Regions from separate parts of the Macaca mulatta genome. Here region 1 is linked to region 2. Evidence: chromatin contacts called from public Hi-C data. All regions are on one chromosome and are shown on one strand. The core of a region is the stretch at or near the end of the contact, and the rest is flanking DNA. Distances in the headings are between cores, read along the strand shown. Region 1 overlaps ZNF469 (zinc finger protein 469). Region 2 overlaps ZNF469 (zinc finger protein 469).

Evidence for each region. Hi-C and Micro-C count contacts between places; a contact is called where the count stands out from the background.
Region 1: a Hi-C map of sperm shows a contact between it and region 2, with 3 times the contacts expected there. The contact joins two enhancer-like sites. A contact is called at or near these places in 2 of 14 Hi-C or Micro-C datasets (liver and sperm).

Annotation. Positions count from the first base shown.
Region 1 is chr20:83,816,743-83,823,543 of T2T-MMU8v2.0, forward strand. ZNF469 (zinc finger protein 469) reads left to right here. Exons shown (of 5, transcript XM_077986691.1): 5 at 1-6,801. Among named protein-coding and RNA genes, the nearest start is that of ZFPM1, 21 kb to the right of the region's middle. Within about 2 kb of position 1,584, at least 7 of the 40 cell types and tissues checked have an H3K27ac peak or open chromatin away from gene starts, as enhancers often do.
Region 2 is chr20:83,575,075-83,582,038 of T2T-MMU8v2.0, forward strand. All of the region lies in intron 1 of ZNF469 (zinc finger protein 469), which reads left to right. Among named protein-coding and RNA genes, the nearest start is that of ZNF469, 87 kb to the left of the region's middle. Within about 2 kb of position 1,832, at least 5 of the 40 cell types and tissues checked have an H3K27ac peak or open chromatin away from gene starts, as enhancers often do.

The DNA.
Region 1 (6,801 bases), core at 334-2,833, 240 kb after region 2:
CCCTGTTCTTCGGGGTGGCCCAGCCCCAGGTTTCACCCCACGGGACACCCAGCCTGCCCCCACCCAGGGTGGTGGGAGCCTCCCCCAGCGAGTCCCCGCTGCCGTCACCGGCCACCAACACGGCCGGCAGCACCTGCTCTTCCCTGTCGCCGATGTCCAGCAGCCCCGCCAACCCCAGCTCAGAGGAAAGCCAGCTCCCCAGCTCACTGGGGCCCCCGGCCTTCTTCCACCCACCCACTCACCCCCAGGAGACGGGCAGCCCCTTCCCGTCCCCGGAGCCCCCCCACTCCCTCCCCACCCACTACCAGCCAGAGCCAGCCAAGGCCTTTCCTTTTCCCGCAGATGGGCTGGGAGCCGAGGGTGCCTTCCAGTGCCTGGAGGAGACCCCATTCCCCCACGAGGGCCCCGAGGTGGGCCGGGGAGGGCTGCAGGACTTCCCCCGCGTGCCGCCCCCGTACCCCACACACCACTTCTCCCTCAGCAGTGCCAGCCTGGACCAGCTGGACGTGCTGCTGACCTGCAGGCAGTGCGACCGCAACTACAGCAGCCTGGCAGCCTTCCTGGCACACCGGCAGTTCTGCGGCCTGCTCCTGGCCAGGGCCAAGGATGGCCACCAGCGGTCCCCAGGCCCCCCTGGGCTCCCCTCGCCCACCGCTGCCCCCAAAGTCCCCGCCGACGCACATCCGGTCCTGCTCAACCACACGAAGACCTTCCTGTTGGCCGGGGACGCCCAGGCGGAGGGTAAAGACGACCCGCTGAGGACGGGCTTCTTGCCCAGCCTGGCCGCCACCCCCTTCCCGCTCCCCGCCTCGGACCTGGATATGGAAGACGACGCCAAGCTGGACAGCCTCATCACCGAGGCGCTCAACGGCATGGAGTACCAGTCGGACAACCCCGAGATCGACAGCAGCTTCATCGACGTCTTTGCGGACGAGGAGCCTTCCGGGCCCAGAGGTCCCAGCACTGGACAGCCCCCCAAGACCAAGGCGGGGGTGACTCCGGAGAACAAAGCTCCGCCCCCGCTCCCAGCAGCCACACCGGACCCCCAAGCCCCCCGCCCTGGGGACAGGGGCGGCCCAGCCTGGGGCAGGCCCAAAACGCGTTCCCTGGGTCTGGCCCCCATCGAGGCGGATGCGCCCAGCCAGGGCAGGCAGCAGAGGAGAGGGAAGCAGTTGAAGCTGTTCCGGAAGGATCTGGGCACGGCCAGCGCAGCAGAGGGGTCGGGCGGGGGCAGCAGAGCCTCCGGCCTGAGGCCCAGGAGGAAGGGCAGTCTCGGGGAGCGGCCCCCACCCCGCCCCCGGGGCCTTAGAACTCAGGGCCCCGAAGGCCGTGCAGACCCCGCCCGCCAGTCTCGGGGAGCCGCCGCCCTCCCCGAGGAGACCCGGAGCTCCCAGCGCCTCCGGCTGCCCCCCAAGAAGGACCCCAGGAAGAGGAAGGCTCGGGGCGGCACCTGGGGCAAGGAGCTCATCCTGAAAATCGTGCAGCAGAAGAACAAGCGCTACCGGCGGCTGGGGCTGGGGCGGCAGACGGGCAGGCGCAGCTCGCTGGCGGCGGAGAGGCCCCAGCCCGGTGCCGAGGACCGCAGGCTCCGCGAGTACGACTACGCCTCGGAGTCCGAGGAGGACGAGCCGCCTCCGCAGCGGGGCCCCGGCTTCAGAGGCCGGCGGTGCCGAGGCGAGAAGAGGAAGGAAGTGGACTCGACCCCGGGTCCCAGAGAGGATGGAGAGCAGCAGATACCCCGGAAGGCAGTGAGGCAGGAAGCCGGCGGGGACAGAGCCCCCCCGAACCCCGAGGAGCCAGGCAGGCCTCGCCCAGGCCCGGGCAGGAGCCCTCAGGCCCATGGCCCATCTCGAAGCCTGGAGCCGGGAGTGGCCGCCAGGGAGAGAGGCCCCAAGTGTGCTGATCGCCCCTCAGTGGCCCCCAAGGATCCCCTGCAGGTCCCCACCAACACCGAGACCCCAGAGGAAACCCCCCCATCGCTGGACTTGCCCCAGGAGGCCAAGGAGCCTGAAATTGCCAAAGAGTCACCCCCAGACACCGCAGAATTCACAGAGCCTTTGCGTTCTCCTCCAGCCGCCTGTGTGGGAGAAAGCCGCTGTCTCCTGACGCCAGAGCAGCCACAGCCCAGCAGACATGACGCCGGCACCCCCGAGTTATCCGGAAGCCTCGCCAACACAGCGCCCCACGGAAGCTCACCAACGCCAGGTGTGGGCAGCCTGCTGGGTGGTCCTGGGTGCACACAGGCCCCTCCTGTCTCCCACAACAGCAAGGACCCCCCTGCCCACCAGCCTGGAGAATTTCTGGCACCCATGGCTAACCCCTCAAGTACCGCCTGCCCCAAACCCAGTGTTCTGTCTTCAAAGGTCTCCAGTTTGGGCTGTGACCCTGCTGGTTTTAACGGAGACCCCTTGGGGGTTCCGGTTGCCAAAAAGGGGCCTCAGTCCTACAGCAGCCCCCACAGTGAGTTGTTCCTTGGACCCAAAGACCTGGCTGGCTGTTTCCTGGAAGAACTGCACCCCAAGCCCTCAGCCACAGATGCCCCGCCGGCCAGCAGCTCCTGCCTTTGCCAGGATGGCGAGGATGCCGGTTCCCTCGAGCCACAGCTGCCTAAGAGGCCACCTGGCATGGCTGAAACGGACCCAGGCAGAGCCGCATCGCCACTGACCTTGGAGTCCACATCCCTTTTCCCGGACCTGCCGGTGGACAGATTCGACCCACCCCTCTATGGCAGCCTGTCTGCAAACAGGGACCCCCAGCTGCCATTTGCATGTGCCGACCCTCCCCAGAAGACGCCACCGTTAGATCCACCGTACCCCTCTTTTTTGCTGCTTGAGGAAGTATCCCCGATGGTGCCTAGCCATTTTCCTGATCTCTCGGGGGGAAAGGTGCTCAGTAAGATGTGTCCCCCTGAACGGAGAGTGGCTCCCAATGCCCCGCCTTTGCCTGGGAAGGGGAGCGGATGTAATGTCACTCTTATGAGTCACCTGTCCGAGGACGAACTGGAGATCCAGAAATTGGTCACCGAGTTAGAAAGTCAGCTGCAAAGAAGCAAAGAAACCCATGGGGCCCCGAGAGAACTTGGAGAAGCTGAGTCTGTGGGCCGGGTGGAGCTGGACACAGGCACAGAGCCACCCTCCCAACCGCACACGTGCCAGGCCACTGTGCCCCACAAGGACACGTTCTCAGCAGCTGACCTCACGGGCGTTGGGGAATCTACCGCACATCGAGAGGGTGCGGAAACGGCTGTGGCCACCGTGGAAGGGGTTCAGGGGAGGCCCGGGGGGACGTGGCCCTGCCCAGCCTCCTTCCATTCGGGAGAGGCAGCCCTTCGCCCCTGTGCCCAGGAAGACCTGGTTTCTGGGACTCCTTTCAGCCCCAGGGGAGCCAACTTCCATTTTCAGCCGGTGCAAAAAGCCAGAGCCTCCAAGACTGGACTCTCCCAGGCAGAAGGAAACAGCGGGGTCCCCCCAGATACCTGCCTGCCTGACCCCAGCAAACAGCCGGGGCCACAGCTGGATGCCGGGAGCTTAGCAAAGTGCAGCCCCAACCAGGAACTTTCATTTCCTAAGAATAAGGAGGCCGCCGGCTCACAAGAAAGTAAAGACTCCCTGTGGCCGCTTCCCTGTGAACAGAGAGGAGGGTTCCTGCCAGAACCCGGCGCAGCAGACCGGCCCCACCGAGAGACTCCTGCTCCAGAAGCTTTTGGCAGCCCTGCTGTCCATCTGGCCCCTGACTTGGCATTTCAGGGTGACGGGGCTCCACCTCTGGATGCCACCTGGCCTTTTGGTGCCAGTCACAGCCATACTGCCCAGGGACATTCTGCAGGCAAAGCAGGTGGGCGCTGCTACCCGACGGCAGGGAGGCCTGACTTTGAGGATAGTGAGTTTGCACCGGCAGGGGCCTCCTCACTGACTGCCCCCCGGGGCAGGGAGGCTTGGTTGGTCCCTGTGCCAAGTCCTGCTTGTGTGTCCAACACCCACCCCAGCAGGAGGTCCCAGGACCCAGCTTCGAGCCCCCTACGTCAGCTCCCGCTCCCAGGGCCCGGAGCAGCTGAGAGTGCAGATGGCATCCTGGGCTTGCAGGAGCCGACACCTGCTGCCCAGAGCCCTCGGCGAGTGAACCTCTCAGGTCGCAAAGGGGGCACTGTAGAAGGAGGGAAGGTGGCCTGTGGCCCTGCCCAGGGCTCCCCAGGGGGTGTGCAGGTGACAACTCTCCCTGCAGTGACCAGACGTCAGCTGGGGCTGGAGGCAGATGGACATCAAGGCTTGCTTGGCCAGGCTGAGAAAACCCAGGGCCAAGGCAGAGGCAACCAGCTTCAGCCAGAGAACGGGGGGAGCCAAGGGGGGATGGATAACCACGCCTCAGTCAATGCCAGTCCCAAAACAGTGCTGGCCAGCCCCGCCGAGGGTGCAGTCCTGCTGGAGAAGCACAAGGGAAGCAGGGCAGCCACGAGCCTTCAGGAGGACGCCCAGCCCACCCCGAGCCCCCCATCCCCTGATAGGGAGTCCCTAGCGCTAGTCTTAACAGCAGCCTACACCCAAAATGGATCTGAGGGCCGGACTCCAGAGAGGGCGTCCAGCGCTGGCCTGAACAAGCCACTGCTGGCCGAAGGGGATAACCCAACACCCTCTGTTGGGGACCTGACCGCCTGCGCCCCCTCACCCACTTCAGCCACCCCCATGCCCTGCAGCCTCGGGCCCCTCCCCCGTGAAGACCCACCCACCTCGCCTTCCAGTGCCACCAAGGCCCGAGGTGGGCTGGGGGGGCAGCTGCCAGTATCTCCATCCTGCAGGGACCCTCCCGGCCCCCAGCACCTGCTGGCCTGTTCTCCTGCCTGGGCACCTCTGGAAGAGGCAGATGGTGTTCAAGCCACGACAGATACTGGAGCTGGGGATCCCCCAGTGGTTCCCCTGTCTTTGACAACAAGCCCCTGTGATCCCAAGGAAGCCCTGGCTCATTGCCTTCTCCAGGGTGAGGGCAGCCCCCTGGAAGACCATTCCTCCTGGCATCCTGGCTCCGTCAGCGCCATAACCTGCAGTCGTGGCAGGGACAGCCCCAAAAACAGCACTTTAAGAATTCCAGAGGATTCCAGAAAAGAGAAGCTGCAGGGGTCTCCTGGCCAAGCCACCTCTCCTCCTCTGGCGGGGGCTGTCTCCCCCTGCGTGGCCATCAGGGCTGCTGGCCTGTCAAGCACTCCCACCGAAGATGAGGCACAGGCAGGCAGGGGGCTCCCAGGGCCAGACCCCCAGAACAGGGGAGCCCCGCCCCACACCAACCCTGACAGGATGCCCAGGGGCCACTCCTCGTATTCTCCAAGCAATACTGCCCACCTCAGCCACAGGGAGGACCAGGTTGTCACAGCTGTGCCCACTGAGCCTCCCATGCTACAGGGTACAGGGCCAGACTCCCCCACCTGCCTGGAAGCTGAGGTGGGGAGCAGCAGCAAGGAGCCAGAGGACCCAGGGACCCCTGAGGCCGGGCGCTCTGGCGTTACCAAGATGCCCAGGGTCACCTGCCCTTCCACAGGACTCTCCTTGGGCAGAACCACAGCTCCAAGCAGCACAGCCAGTGACTTCCAGTCTGACTCCCCCCAAAGTCACAGAAATGCCTCCCACCAGACTCCCCAGGGGGACCCCCTCAGCCCCCAAGACCTCAAACAGAGGCCTCGTGGCTATAAAAAGAAGCCTGCGTCTACAGAGAATGGCCACTGGAAGGGCCAAGCTCCACACGGACCTGTGACCTGTGAGGTCTGCGCAGCCTCCTTCCGCTCCGGGCCGGGCCTGAGCCGGCACAAGGCCAGGAAGCACCGGCCACACCCGGGAGCCCCTGCAGAGGCAAGCCCAGCGGCCTTACCTGCTCAGCAGCCTCTGGAGCCCCTAGCCCAAAAGTGCCAGTCCCCCAGGAAGAAAAGCCGCAAGGTGCCTGGGAAGGAGAGACCAAATCACTCACGAGGAGACCCCAGCCACGTGGCCCAGCCACCGCCTGCCCAGAGCCCAAAGGAGGTTCTCAGAACACAGGGGAACACGGGCTCCCCACATAGCCAACAGCTGCAGCCTCCAAGCCCTACTGAGCATGGGGTGAATGTGAAGGCTCCGGCCTCCAAGCCCAGATCAGACCAGGCCAGGGAAGATGAGCTCCATCCCAAACAGGTAGAGAAAAGAGAAGGCCGGAGGTGGCGCCGAGAACCCACCGTGGACTCCCCCAGCCACTCAGAGGGGAAGTCAAATAAGAAAAGGGGAAAGCCAAGAGGTAGAAGGCTCCGGGAGGAGAGCGCTCGTCCAGCCTCTTCTGATGCGATTTCAGATGGACGTGGCTCCAGACCATCCCCTGCAACGGCCAGTTACGCAGCCCCTCTGAGCCACTGCCTCTCTGTGGAAGGAGGGCCTGAGACTGACAGGGAGCAGCCACCTCGCTTGGCCACGCCGGGGCCTGGGGTGATAGAGGGTGCAGCGGAGACCGACCTGGAGGCTCTGTGTGCAGGGGAGACTGGGGTCCAGAAGCCACCTGGAGATCAGATGCTGTGTCCAGGGAGGATGGATGGTGCAGCTCTGGGGGAGCAGCCAGCTGGGCAGAAGGGAGCCTCAGCAAGGGGGCTCTGGGGACCGAGAGAGACCAAGGCGTTGGGTGTGTGCAAAGAGTCTGGGAGCGAGCCTGCGGAGGACAGCAGTGGGGCCCACAGCAGATCAGAGGAAGGCGTCTGGGAGGAGCACACGCCCGCCTTGGGCCCCCTGGGTTTTCCTGAGACTTCCGGTTCTCCAGCGGATGGCACTACCAGCAGCTGCCTCCAGGGCCTCCCGGACA
Region 2 (6,964 bases), core at 582-3,081:
CGCCGGCTGTGGCTCTAGGTGTGGACGCCCGCACCACCTCCCCATTCCCCTTCCCGTTCCCGTTTCAGGCGGGAGGCTGCAGAGTTCTAGAGCTGTGAGTGGCACTGCGGTCGCCGCAAAGCGGAACCCCGGTGATTGGGGACACTCCATGGACTTCACGGCTGCACGGCCGGCATCACGGGCCGCTGGTGCTCCAGGGTGCTGGGACGTGCGAGAGGCATTTATGACCTCAGCGACACATTCCCTCAACCTCGTCACGCTGCAAGTGCTGTCAGGGTGTGTTCAGGGGACACTCCCTCTCAGGCTGGCTTGTGCGGGGACACGTGTGTGCACACAGACACGGACTTACATAAATGCAATCCACATGCACACACTCACACAATAGGCTCCTATGCACAGACCCTCACACTCATGTGAACACACTCATGCACACACAAGACTTACATATTCACACTCACACCCACGGGCACACCCAGTGGGTACTCACTCATACAGGCATGCACATATCCAGACACCCGTGCGCAGACACACACACTCACAGTCACACCCACGGGCACACCCAGACATGGATACACACACACGTACTCACAGGCACTCACATATCCAGACACCCATGCACAGACACATCCACACATGGCCACACCCAAACATGGATACACGCTCACATAGGCACACACATATCCAGACACACATGCACACACACTCACACCCATGGGTACACCCAGACATGGATACACAGGCATACACATATCCAGACATCCAGGCACAGACACATACTCATAACCACGGGCACACCCATACATTGATACGAACACAGGCACACACATACACTCGCATATCCAGACACCCAGGCACACTCAAATTCTCACATTTGTACACTCACACTTGCACATTCGCACACTCACACACACATGAATACAATGCATGCACACACACATGTATATATACTTGTGTGTACAGATAACACACACACATTCACATGTACACACACTCAAATGAATACAATAGAAACATGCATACACACTCGTGTGCCCAGACCCACACTCACATTCACACATTTGCACACTCACATGAATATAGTACATGCACACACAAACACATGCATACATACATGTGCCCAGACCCACAGACACACACTCTCACATTCACGCACTCCACACATGAATATAGTACATGCACACACAAACGCATACACACTTGTGTGTCCAGATGCATAGACACACACATTCACAGACTCACACACGTGAATATAGTACATGCACACACAAACACATATACACTCGTGTGCCCAGACCCACAGACAGATGCTCTCACACATTTGCACACTCAGAGCACCCCCTCCCGCTCACAGGCCTTGTCCTGGGGACGAGTCAAGTCAGGTACCTACACTCTGAGCTTCCAATCGCTGGGCCCACACCGGCTGCTGCTGCTGTTCATGGTCCATCTTACTGAGGAGTGCATTTGACTCCGGGGGCATCCAGAAGGGGGGTGTGGGTGGGCCCGGAGACCTTTCTTCTGGTAGGACAAGTTTCCAAACCCAGTCCTTCACGTTCAAGGATGCCCTCTCCCCTGCGGGATCCTGGACTTGTCGTGGGATCTGGATTAGGTTATGCTAATGGCATCCACACTTGGCCTTTCCCCTCCTTATAAATCAGCCAACAATGGGAGGCCATGGGCTTCGCCAGAAGCCTCTGGAAACAGAGCCGTTCCTTTCTAGCAGGCCAGGCCGACCGGGGAGGCTCCAGCCCCATCGTGTGCTGGGGGAAGGTGAGCCAGACTCCCATCACGTGCCGGGAGCCGATCTTGGCGGGCTGCCTCCTCCCGAAGCCTGCATGTGGGCCCCGGGGCTTTCCGACCGCCTCTGCTCCCAGAGGGGACCAGCAGGGGCCAAGAGGCAGACGACAGCACTGAGACATCAGTGTCGGGCGCGGGTCCCCCCAAAGCAAGGCGGGCCCACCTTCCCCGACAGAGGATCATAAGGCAGTCAGAGTCGCACATGGGGCTTCTGAGATGTGCGCCCTGGGCGTAAGAGCTGCGTGTGTTCAAGCTGCTCCGTGTTGGAAAATGTATGTAAAGTAAAATAAACACGGCTCTCGCTGGGAGGGCTCCGGCATCCAGGGTTCTGGCGAGGCAGGGGGATGTGACCAGCCAAAGCATTTGAGGAAGCTGCTGTGACTCACGGGGCCTCAGCTGCAGAGGAGCTGGCTCCCGAGATGCAGGACACGCCGGGGACACTGGACCCAGGACGCTCAACACACCCTGTCCCCCCACTGCGGAGACGGGTTCCAGGGAGGCACAATGGCAGGCTTTGTCTCGGGAGAAAGTTCCAGCAGCCCTGCAGGGGGGGCAGCTGGGAGGCCCTGGGGTGTGAAGATGATGCAGAGGGGCCCTCTGGAAGGCAGGGCCGGTGGGTATCTGGCCAGCAGGTCAGGACTAGCCGAGGTGTCTGTGGAGACCCCAGGATCCAGCTCACCTGGTTGGGGGAGCCCTGAGAGGGTGGCACAGGCTGGGGACTCTGAGGCAGCTCTTCTTTGCCTGGGGTGGACGCCTCCAAGCTAGGTCTCCCAGATCCGACCGGACCCCACAGAACCTAGCACCTGTGGGCCCAGCACCTGCCCAGATGTGTGACTCCAGTTTCACGCTTAGCATGGGAACACACGTTCTATTAACAGCAAAATTCTCGCTGATAAAGATGCGGATGAAATTGCATGCAGGAAGGAAAACCTCCAGAATGTGTCCTAAACGCAGCATCTCACAGGCCCTCTGTAATCAGAACAATGTGAATTACGCCAATTACACCAGCAAAGGGAGGCCCCTTGTGGGAGCATCACACCGGCTGGGACCCCAACCGCTGCTCCCCACGGACCGTGTTTGGTTCTTTTTCTCTTTCTTTTTTCTTTATTTTTTTGATTTGAAGAAATCTCTGTAAATTGAATCTCAGAAACACTGGAAGGATCCCAAATATGGTTTATAGAAACAGTTTGAAGTAGTCCAACTTAATTACAGATTGCCTGCAATTTTTTTTTTTTTTTTTACATCTGTGAAATCAAAACCAGACAGAATGCTGTATTAAAATGCGGTGCCTAATGGTGATTTTTCCCATGGCTAATGTAACGAGTCTCAACTCTTAGTTTCCCTGTTTATCTTGGAGTGTCTGAAATCACGTCGACCCCTCTCTGCTCCTCCTGTGCTGTCGTCTCTTTTTTTTTTTCCCAGCAGGGTCTCAGGAAAGGGGCCTGGGAAGAAAAGTGGGTGGGCAGGGGCTTTCCCGGGATGCGTCCTAGGCCCTGTCTCTCACACCAGCCTCCTGGCTCGCCTGCTCCCCGGTTCTCCTCCCATGACCCCATCTCCATTTTGGAGCTCAGGGCCTGGCTCTAAGCTGATTTACGCAGTTTCCAAGCAACGAGCTTTCCCACCTCTGTGCCTCTGCCCGTGCTGTGACCTCGGCCTGGAGTGCCCTCCCTTGCTGCCCTGGACGACTCCTCCTTCCCCTCCAAGCCCAAGATCACGTCTCACCTCTCCTGTGACACCTCAACACTTCCTCTCCCCCAGAGCACCAGAGGTTGCTCCCTCCCCAGACCGAGCACCCAGGTAACTTCACGTCTCACTTGGGTAGCATCTATCACATCTTGGGGGACCATCTGCTGTCTGCTTAGTGTCTATGTAGACCTGGGGTGTCATACGATCATCCTGGGGACCTGGACTCCTGCCTGGAGGGTGCTGAGGCTGCGCCTGGCCTAGTGGACGGCATGGGCTGCTTAATGGTATCTTACAGCGTGCGGGAAGGGCAAAGTGCAGCTCCTGGATGGGCTGTTGCCGTGGTCTGGCCCCCATGGTGCTCACACTTGCCAGGGCATCTGAATCTCTTGGAGGCCTGTATAAACCCAGGTCCCCAGGCACCACTCCCAGGGATTCTGAGGCAGGAGGTCTGGGATGCCCCAGAATTTGCATATCAAACAAGCTCTCAGGGATGGCCAGTGCCACCGGTCTTCAGGCTGGGAACATGGATCCCGGACCAGGATAGCTGCCTCTGTAGCCCTCGGGAGCCCGTTAGAAAAGCAGACCCTCCCCCTGCCCAGATTCACTGCACAAGAATCTACATCTCAACGAGACTCCGGGGGCACCTGTCTTGGAGTTTGAGAAGCAGAGCCTTCCATACTAGTCCCTGGCGTGGGGACCATGCACCACTCATGCATTTGTGTCACTACCTGCTTCTGCACATAGAAGGCACCTCAAATGCCATTTAGAATGGATGCTCAGTAAGCTAAATGTGGCCTCATTTTTCCCTTTTGGAAAGGAAGGTCCTTCTTTCTCAAACCTTGTGTCTAGAATGTTCCCCAATGAGGGGGGGATGTCTCATTAAAAACACTGAAAGGACATCGCTTATGCACTGGCCCTTTGTAGAGAGAGCCTCTGGAGCCTTGAGGAAGTGTAGCTCCTAACACAGTCGGCTGCATTGACTCAGTTATACCTCTATTGGACCTTCCCAAGTACAAATTGCTACTGTCATTTCTGATCATAACAACCCAAATGCATGTCTCCAGATAGCACCGGGGGAAGAGATGACGGGATAAGGATGCTAATGCTTGGGGTCTCTCTCTGACTGGAGTTGGGGAGGGGTATTTGGACACCTGGACATGTGTGTCTGCACACCCCTGGGACCTGCCCTCTAGAAAAGCACTGGGCATGTTCATTTATCCACCCATTCCACATGCACTTATTGTGCTCCTACTGTATGCCAGGCACGGGGCTGGGTGCTGGGGAAGTGCCCCTATGGGGGAATTGTTTTCTGTGCTAATCGTTGCCATAGAAAAAGGCATAGGCCAGGCACAGGGGCTCACACCTGTAATCCCAGCAGTTTGGGAGGCCGAGGCAGGTGGATCAACTGAGATCAGGAGTTCAAGACCAGCCTGGCCAACATGATGATACTCCGTCTCTACTAAAAATACAAAAAATTAGCCGGGTGTGGTGGCAGGCACCTGTAATCCCAAGTACTTGGGAGGCTGAGGCAGGAGAATTGCTTGAACCCAGGAGGTAGAGGTAGAGGTTGCAGTGAGCCGAGATCACACCACTGCACTCTAGCCTGGGTGACAGAGTGAGACTGTCTCAAAATAAAAGGAAAGAAAAGAAAAAGGCACAGAAATTTTAACCAACCAGGAAGCAACCAGACTCTGGGGAACTTTCAAGATCCTTCTCACAATTTCCAACCCCACCCACCCAATTCCCAACCCCACCCACCCAATTTCCAGCCCCGCCCACCCAATTCCAAACCCCACCCACCCAATTTCCAACCCCCCCCACCCAATTTCCAACCCCACCCACCCTGTTACTTCCTCTACTTCTCTCTCTTGTTGCCTTGTCTTGACCCTTTGTGCTGCAAAATGGGTACCCATACATGGGGCTGGGGGCTTTGCGGGTGGGTCTCAATCCACACAAACAGCTAATCTGGATACACCAGGCCAAAACCTCCTCGTTTTTCTGGGCAATTTTTTTCGTGGCCCAAAATGTTTTGATTGTTATAAACTCACAAGAGTGGGGTAGACCATTAAGGCTAATTTCAGGCCCAATATTGTCATCTTTAGAGGAGAAAAGTGGAATCCCTGGGCACCTGCCTGGGTAGTGGCTGAATCAGAGGTGACGCCTTGCTCAGTCCCAGCATAGCCCCACCATGCACCTGGCACCATGCCAGGCACTCACCCTCTTAACTGACACAACAGGACAGGTGGTGTGTTTGTGAAAGTAGTGGAGGTTCGTGTTCAGGAGGTGGAGGAGGGAGGACAGGAAGGAGAGGGAGCAGAGCATGAGCTGGAGCAGTAAATCCAGAGATCACACACAGCTGCAGCCTCACAATGGATGCTTCAGATCAGTGTTTGTACTAAGGGCAATGGGGAGCTATTGAAGACTCCAGGCTGGAAGCAACACTGTGTTTTAGAAGCATCTCTGTTGCATTTGGTGGGCTGAGATAGAGGTTGAGCTGAGGCTGCTGGAGAACCCAGCAGAGGAGGGTGCTGGCTTGAACTGGGGAAGTATGTTGTGTAAACAGGAGTGCTATGATCTGTTGTAGTCTTGCTTTCCCACTGACTTCTATGGAGTATCAGTTTCCTGTTGCCTCTGGAACACACTGCCACAAACTGGACTTTAGAACAATAGATATTCATCATCGCTCTTCCCAGGAGTGTCCAGAGGGAGCCAGCCCCTGCCAACACCTGGACCTTAAGACCTCCAACCTCCAGAACTGGGAGAGACTAGATGTGTGTGGTTGGAAGCCTCTAAATCAGTGGTCATTTGTTATATAGCAGTGCTAGGGGCACTGGGAAACAATTACCAGAGGCGAGAGATAAAGTCTTATGAGCTACCCTCCTCTGAAGGATAGAAAGGAAAATATGAGACCAGGAGGGTGATGAAAGCCAAGTGGATTGAAGTGAAGGCTTGGGGCTCCTTGTGGATTTTGTTTGTGTGGGTTATTTTGTTCCCAGGCTGTGTAGCCAAACGCAGTCTGCAGTTCTACTCTTTCCTTTCTTTGAAAGGAAACAACCTCTTTTGGAAGAGTGAAGGGCACCCGAGGTTCCAACTGGGGCTGGGCCAGGCCACGGAGCTCGTGGAATGCGTACAGAGCAGACAGCACCATGCGGTTGGGTGGGCCCTGGCTCTGTGGTCTGGAGATCTGGATGCCCATAAGGTGCCCCTGGCAAGTGGGGGCTGCAAAGACATCACCCACCCCACTGGGCTGGGGCAGGGAAATTGACACGATGCATCTGATGTGCTTGGAAAATATTTATCATGTATTTGTTGTTTGTGGTTCAGCTACAGAAGAGAATACAAAAGGGCTAAAGGGGATGAATGAACAAGAGCAGGAGAAGGACCACTCTGAGGGCAGGAGGAAAGGGTGTGAATCAGGGTAGAAGTCAGAACCCCACCAGCTTCTTGCCTGGGAACCAACTGCTGGAGCTACTTCCTTCCTTCC